Linked DNA regions of Sus scrofa: region 1 is linked to region 2. The links are chromatin contacts, called in public Hi-C maps. All regions are on one chromosome and are shown on one strand. The core of a region is the stretch at or near the end of the contact, and the rest is flanking DNA. Distances in the headings are between cores, read along the strand shown.

Region 1 (2,859 bases), core at 331-2,830, 140 kb before region 2:
AAAGCTGAGCTTTTGATTCCAGAAAATAAATTTCACTGAATATTGACTCCTGCCTTATTTCCCTAAATATTTATGGAATGCTTGATATGTGCCAAATGATGTACCATTGTTAGTTGTATGAATGCTCACAACCTTAGGAGGGCTGTGATTATCAACTTGCAAAAGAGGAAACTGAGGCTGAGAGTTAAGTAACTTGCCGAGGTCACCGAGCAAGAAAATGGCAGGAGTTAAATTAATCATTTGGTGTGACCCCTGCCGGAACTTTTCCACGCCAGTATACCTGAGGGGCTTTTACCTTTATCAGGAAAGAGAGAGGAGGAGTTCCCACTGTGGCTCAGCGGGTTTAGAACCCAACATAGTGTCCGTGAGGCTGTGGTTCCATCCCTGGCCTCACTCAGTGGGTTAATCAGGTTGCAACGAGCTGCAGTGTAGGATGCAGATGTGGTTCAGATTCGGCGTGGCTGAGGCTGTGGTGTAGGCCAGCAGCGGCACCTCGGATTCGGATTTGACCCCTAGCCTAGGAACTTCCATATGCCGCAGGTGCGGCCGTAAAAGAAAAAAAGAGAGAGTAGGATTTTTTTCGGTCTTGTTTTGTTGTCTTTTTAGGGTCTCGCCCAGGGGCGAATGGAAGTTCCCAAGCTAGGGGTTGAATTAGAGCTCTCTTTCCCCCCCGCCCCCTCCCCCCGGCCCCACCAGGCAGAGACATCCTCTGTGGACACCCTCTCTGTGTGCACGGGGCACACACACATTGAAAAAGTACCACTTTTGGAGTTCCCGCTGTGGAGCAGTGGGTTAAGGATCTGGCATTGCTGCAGCTGCGACGCAGGTTGCTCCTGGCTCAGATTCGATCCATGGCCCGGAACTTCCATACGCTGCCGAGAGGTGAAAAAGGAAGGAAGGAAGAAGAGGCACCACTTTTTAGGTTTCAACGTACAGATCCGTCACCACAAAGGAATGGAAGAAGGAAAGGAGAATGGAAGCCCCCAGGCTTTTGTTGACACAATAGGGCAGTGGGGAGGGGAGGGGGGAGGATTCGAAAGCCGTTGGAAAATGCCTCAAGGGCAGAAGGCGACTTTAGGCTCCACCCTGTGATTTGGAGCCTCTCCGAGGGGGCTTTCTCGGGTCTCTTACGGTGGAGGGGGGACGCCCCAACACGGAGCTACAGCTAACGAGAGAGACTCCCCCGTGCAGTGCCTTCCGCCCCCCTGTCCCCAGCCACCCACCCTGCCTCGGCTTCCTCCGCCCTCTCCGCACCCTCGCAGCTGAGAGGAAACTGAGGCACAGGGGGGTGGATGAACGGTGATGGGCAGTACAGGGCGGTCCTAGGCCCGGGGACACGGAGCGAGGGGGCGTGAGGGTGGTCCTGGACCCGCCGCTGGGGAGGCGACCCCCAGGGCCCACAGCAGGGAGCAGGCAGAGGCTCTCCCTTGCCGACAAGCTGGGCGTCCTTCTGACTCCACCCTCCCCCGGCGCTGCCCGCCCCTCCCGAGGGCACACTTTATCTGAGTCCTGGGCACACAGCTGCACACTCTCACCCGCTGAGGCCCTCCCTGGAAGGCGGCATCTGACCTTTGGACATGTAAACAAGACTTGGCCTGGCCCTGGGTGGCAGGGCTTGTCCTTGGGGCCGGTCGACTTGGGCATGACCAGGCAGGCATGTTTGCGAGGGCTCAGGGTCACACTGGGCCTCCGCGGATCACTCAGAGTTGATCCTGGAGGCCCAAGGACAGTCCATCCTGCTGTCGGCCTGTACGCTGGGGACTCTCAGTGGTATTTTCGGGGCCCAGGTGACTTCCTAAAAGAGGAGCAGGCTGGAACCAAAGACTCTCAGGGGAACCTCAGGGGTTCAGAGAGGGGATGACATGTACTCAGAGCCACACAGCAGACAAAAGTCACATCCACAGACAGACCAGGCTGGTAACACCTTCTCTGGGTCTTAGCAGCTTTTCCATCCAGTGGGAGAGGCCCACCAGCATCCCTGGCTCACACCCCTGCTGCAGACCCTGGCCCCGCTGGTACACCCACCCCCTGAAGCTCCTCTTATCTCCAGGGCCCTGGAACCTGCTGATTCCTGGGGCTGGGCCCACCCTCTCTGGGGTCACCAGATGAATGGGACTGCAGGGGCTGTGCGGGCCTGATATGGGGCTCGGTGGGCCCCAGCCTTTATCAGTGGGGATTGGGACTCTGGACAAGCAGGTGGCCCCATCTGGAAGAAGGAGCAGTGGGGAGAGGGTACCCAGGTCCTGGGCCAAGGAGATACAGGACAGGAACTTTTTTAGTAACTTTTCTAAATCTTTTTTTTTTTTTTTTAAAGCAAAATATTGCTTTCTCTGATTAGAAAGGTCCAGGCATGTTCCACCAAATTTAACAGAGCAGAAAGAGATGGCATTGAAAGTGAAAGCGCCTATAAGACGTTTCCGAGGCATAATCCCCAGGCCCAGTTTGGGGTTATCTCCAGATTTTTTTGTACACATAGGCTAGCCTTACTAGATTGGAATCATATCATCGGCTCCAACCATGTGGCTTCATAGTTTCATCTCTGAGCCTCAATTTTTTCATCTATAAAACTTCGCAGGAGAGTTCTGTGACACAGGAGGTTATGGATCTGGCATCGCCCCTGCTGTGGCTTTGGTCACAGCTGTGGCTCTAGTCAGTGCTGGGACGCAGGTTCGATCCCTGGCTTGGGAATTTCCACATGCCACAGGCATGGCCAAAAAAAAAAAAAAAAAAAAAGTATTGCATGAATGTTGTCAGGATTACACAAAGTAATGCATGTGTGGCACCTAACCTGGGCCCAGCCCCCAGAGAGCTCTGAATAATTGTCAGTATGTTCCTCTTGTGGCTCAGCCAGTGGTAATG
Region 2 (3,069 bases), core at 153-2,652:
ATATATACATATATATATATATATATCAAGTTTTAAATTATTGATAGCTCGTCTGGATTACCAAAATCACTCTGCAGCCCTGCCCGCGGCTGGTAGGCCGCAACCCACTTCCAGCCGCCTCCTGCTCCCCTTCAAGCCAACTATGCAGCCCACAAGAAGGCCCTGTGGGGCCCCATTGCCCAGCACTGTCCCATGGAAGGCTCTGGCAGCGTCCCTGGACCCCACGAGCACCGGCCCCTTGACCATCTGGGGCTTGCCGTCACCGTGTTCTCTCCCCGCCGTCCCCACCACACCCTTCTGCCATCCTCTGGGAGAAGGAAACCAAAGGATCTAAAGGGGAGGGGCTCGCTCCACTCCCCTCTCCCCGTGCCCCTTACTCCCCAGCCCAGAAGGACGCTGCTCGTACCAGAAAAGACTATTGAAAGATGATTTATTTTATTTTTCTCAGACCTTTCCATCCTTGGGAAAATGGGGGGGGGAAAAAAAGATAAAATCGACCATAAAAGACCAAAAAAAAAAAAAAAAAAAAAAAGCATCAGAAAACCCCCACCTAATCCACAAAAAAATATCTTTCCTCTACCCTTGGATTTTTTTTTTTTTAATTTTTTTTTTTTTTGGTTTGTTCTTGGAAATAATATTTTTTTAAAAGTTGCCTTATTGTGGAGTGAGAATCTGAAATACCCAAATGCCTGTTTTCCTCGGTGGAGTCAACTTGAAGAGCTCCCACCTTCTCTGGATGTGCCTGGGCTGGATTGGCTAGGATCTTTCTCTGGACTGAGTTGCATGTACAGTGCCTCCTGCCTGTAGGCAAGAGAGTTGGGAGCGGCTCAGATCAGAGCCGTGCCTGAAATATCCCTGCTGTTGCATCATTTGAAGCTGACGTCCTGTGTCTGTACACTGCTGCCACTGTTGTGTCCTCGCTCTGCTTGCTGTTGCCTCACGCCAGGCCCCATCCTGTTGTGACACCCTTCATCCTACCCTTGGAACCCCAAGGCCAAGTTTGCTTCAAACTGTTGGAGGACAGCGTTGGCCTGGATCTGGGGCACACTCGTCCTCAGCTCGACCGTCTCCCCCACCTCAGAGGGGAAAACTGAACACTGGACAGCTGAGGCTTGGAAACATTTCTAAGTGTTGCCATGAAAGATTGGTGAGACCTCAAGGAGGCTTTGTCTCATAAAAGGTGGAGAAAGATGCCGTTCTCCCTTGGGCCGGGTGGGTATGCCCATCTTGTGTTCCCCTCCCGCGCAAGCCATTTCCACCCACCCTCCTGTGGACCCCACCTGCGAAGGAGACGAGGAAGCTTTGAGGGTGGGGGCGTCCTGCCGGTTGGAGAAGCCCCTTGGCAGGACGGCGTATGTGGACATGGGGTCTCCCCGACTTCTCTTCTCCAGCCACGGATTGCTTGGCTCGGGCTGTGACTGACAGTGGATTGGCTGGAGTCTCCTCGCATCCAAAGCTAGGGAGGGTGACTGAAGACCAACCCTCACAGACTGGGCCACGTGCCAGGTGCGGGTGTGATGACACATTTGCCCTGTGGTGGCAGTAGCCATGCACTCAGATTTCTTGGCGTTTTTTTCACTTGCTTCCTCTGTTGGGCCCTGAGGTCGGGAGGAGGAGACAGTATCTCAGGCTGGCAAGGGCTTGCCCCATCTTGGGCACTTCATTTCTTTGGCCGGTGCCCTCCCTGCATCTCTGTCCTCCCGGTGGTTAGTATGGGAAAGCCCATCTCAGTTCCTGTGAGCCAGTTGTCTTGAAAGCCAAGGTTGAGTGACCTCTGCTTTGACAGTGGGGTCTAAGGCCTCTCCCTGCCCAGTCTGGTGCCTGCCCCACAATGTACCAGACACTGGACTGTTGCACCCCGTCCTCTTTCCCTTCATTCCAACCCTTTTCCTTTGGGTCTCTCTCAGCCCTGTACTGTATCCAGCACCACAGAAACCTCAGTGTTTGTCCTCTGTGGGGTTTGGGGGCACAAGGAAGCCTTGGGGGTGTGGGGGTAAGGCTCTTAGCTAGAGCTTCCTCCCAGGCCTGGGGGCTGCCATTCTCTGCCTGATCCTCCCCACAGACACCCAAAAAGAGGCAGCCCCTTTGGGTGGGGAGGTTAGGACTTCATCTCAAAACAGGCTGAGGATGGGGGGAGGGGAGAGTGTTTTTCTTCCTTTTTTTTTTTTTTTTTTTTTTTTTTTTCCTTTTGTAACATGTTAGGAGTTATTGTTGCGAAGAGTAGTTTACATCTTCACTTTCTGAAGACACTTGAATTTAGGACCGATGTATCTGTGACAAGCATGCCAGGAGTAGCAAGGGCCATCAGGGCTTGCCACTTCATACCCACCATCTTCCATGGGGAATCCAAGATCTGAGCAACAAAGCAACAGCCTGCCTAAATCCTTCTGTTCATCCCGTGCCCTCCCAAGATGGGTCCATGCCAACACCACTTTTGAGCATCAAACATCACAAGGTCTGTACACCTCAGCCGTGCAGAGGGGCAGGTTTCTCTCACTTGCTCCTAAATCCAGGAGTAAATGCACTACCATGTAGAGAAGGGCTGCCCCAGCCTGCACCCCCTTGGGCTCAGATCGAGGTGTGAAGCCCCCATGTCAAAGTTAAGTTTTTGTTTAGTTTTATTGTAGCTCTTGTTTTCCCTTTCCTGATAACTGATTTAACAAAAGAAAGCTGCTCAAAAAGTCCTGGCAGTGGGGAGGAGGGGCAAGGAGGAAACAGCTAGCTGGTGGGGGCGGGTGTTGGGGGCTGGTTGACAGCCTGGGTAGAGTGGTCTGGATCATCTGGTGCCCTCCCAAGTGGGACCCCGGAGTAGCTCCTGTGTGGAGGGGTCCCTGGGTTTGCCCCAGCCCCACTCTCTCCTTGAGCCGTGTCGACAGCAGAGGCAGAGAAGATGAGGATGCACAGCCCATTTCTGACTGGAGAGGAAAGCTTGTCATCTGGCTTTGCGGAGAAGGTTCCACTTATGCTCATAGTCCATTATCTTTACCGTGCTAGGATATCCCATTTAAAAGGACAAAAACAATGTAAAATACTTGAATGAGCTTGTATTATAACATTAATATTATTGAG

What was found. Hi-C and Micro-C count contacts between places; a contact is called where the count stands out from the background.
Region 1: a contact with region 2 is called in a Hi-C map of liver, with 5 times the contacts expected there. The contact joins two enhancer-like sites. A contact is called at or near these places in 3 of 5 promoter capture datasets (fetal liver, fetal skeletal muscle and liver), 34 of 47 Hi-C or Micro-C datasets (adipocytes, adipose tissue, alveolar macrophages and 17 more) and 2 of 2 datasets of contacts at active chromatin or transcription factors (alveolar macrophages and skeletal muscle).

The regions. Positions count from the first base shown.
Region 1 is chr16:68,528,867-68,531,725 of Sscrofa11.1, reverse strand. No RefSeq gene overlaps it. Among named protein-coding and RNA genes, the nearest start is that of LARP1, 79 kb to the right of the region's middle. Within about 2 kb of position 1,580, at least 27 of the 83 cell types and tissues checked have an H3K27ac peak or open chromatin away from gene starts, as enhancers often do. A contact at or near this core is called in adipose tissue and liver, where this site is marked.
Region 2 is chr16:68,391,009-68,394,077 of Sscrofa11.1, reverse strand. It overlaps LARP1 (la-related protein 1), which reads left to right. Exons shown (of 19, transcript XM_021076708.1): 19 at 1-3,069. Among named protein-coding and RNA genes, the nearest start is that of FAXDC2, 33 kb to the right of the region's middle. Within about 2 kb of position 1,402, at least 12 of the 83 cell types and tissues checked have an H3K27ac peak or open chromatin away from gene starts, as enhancers often do. A contact at or near this core is called in adipose tissue and liver, where this site is marked.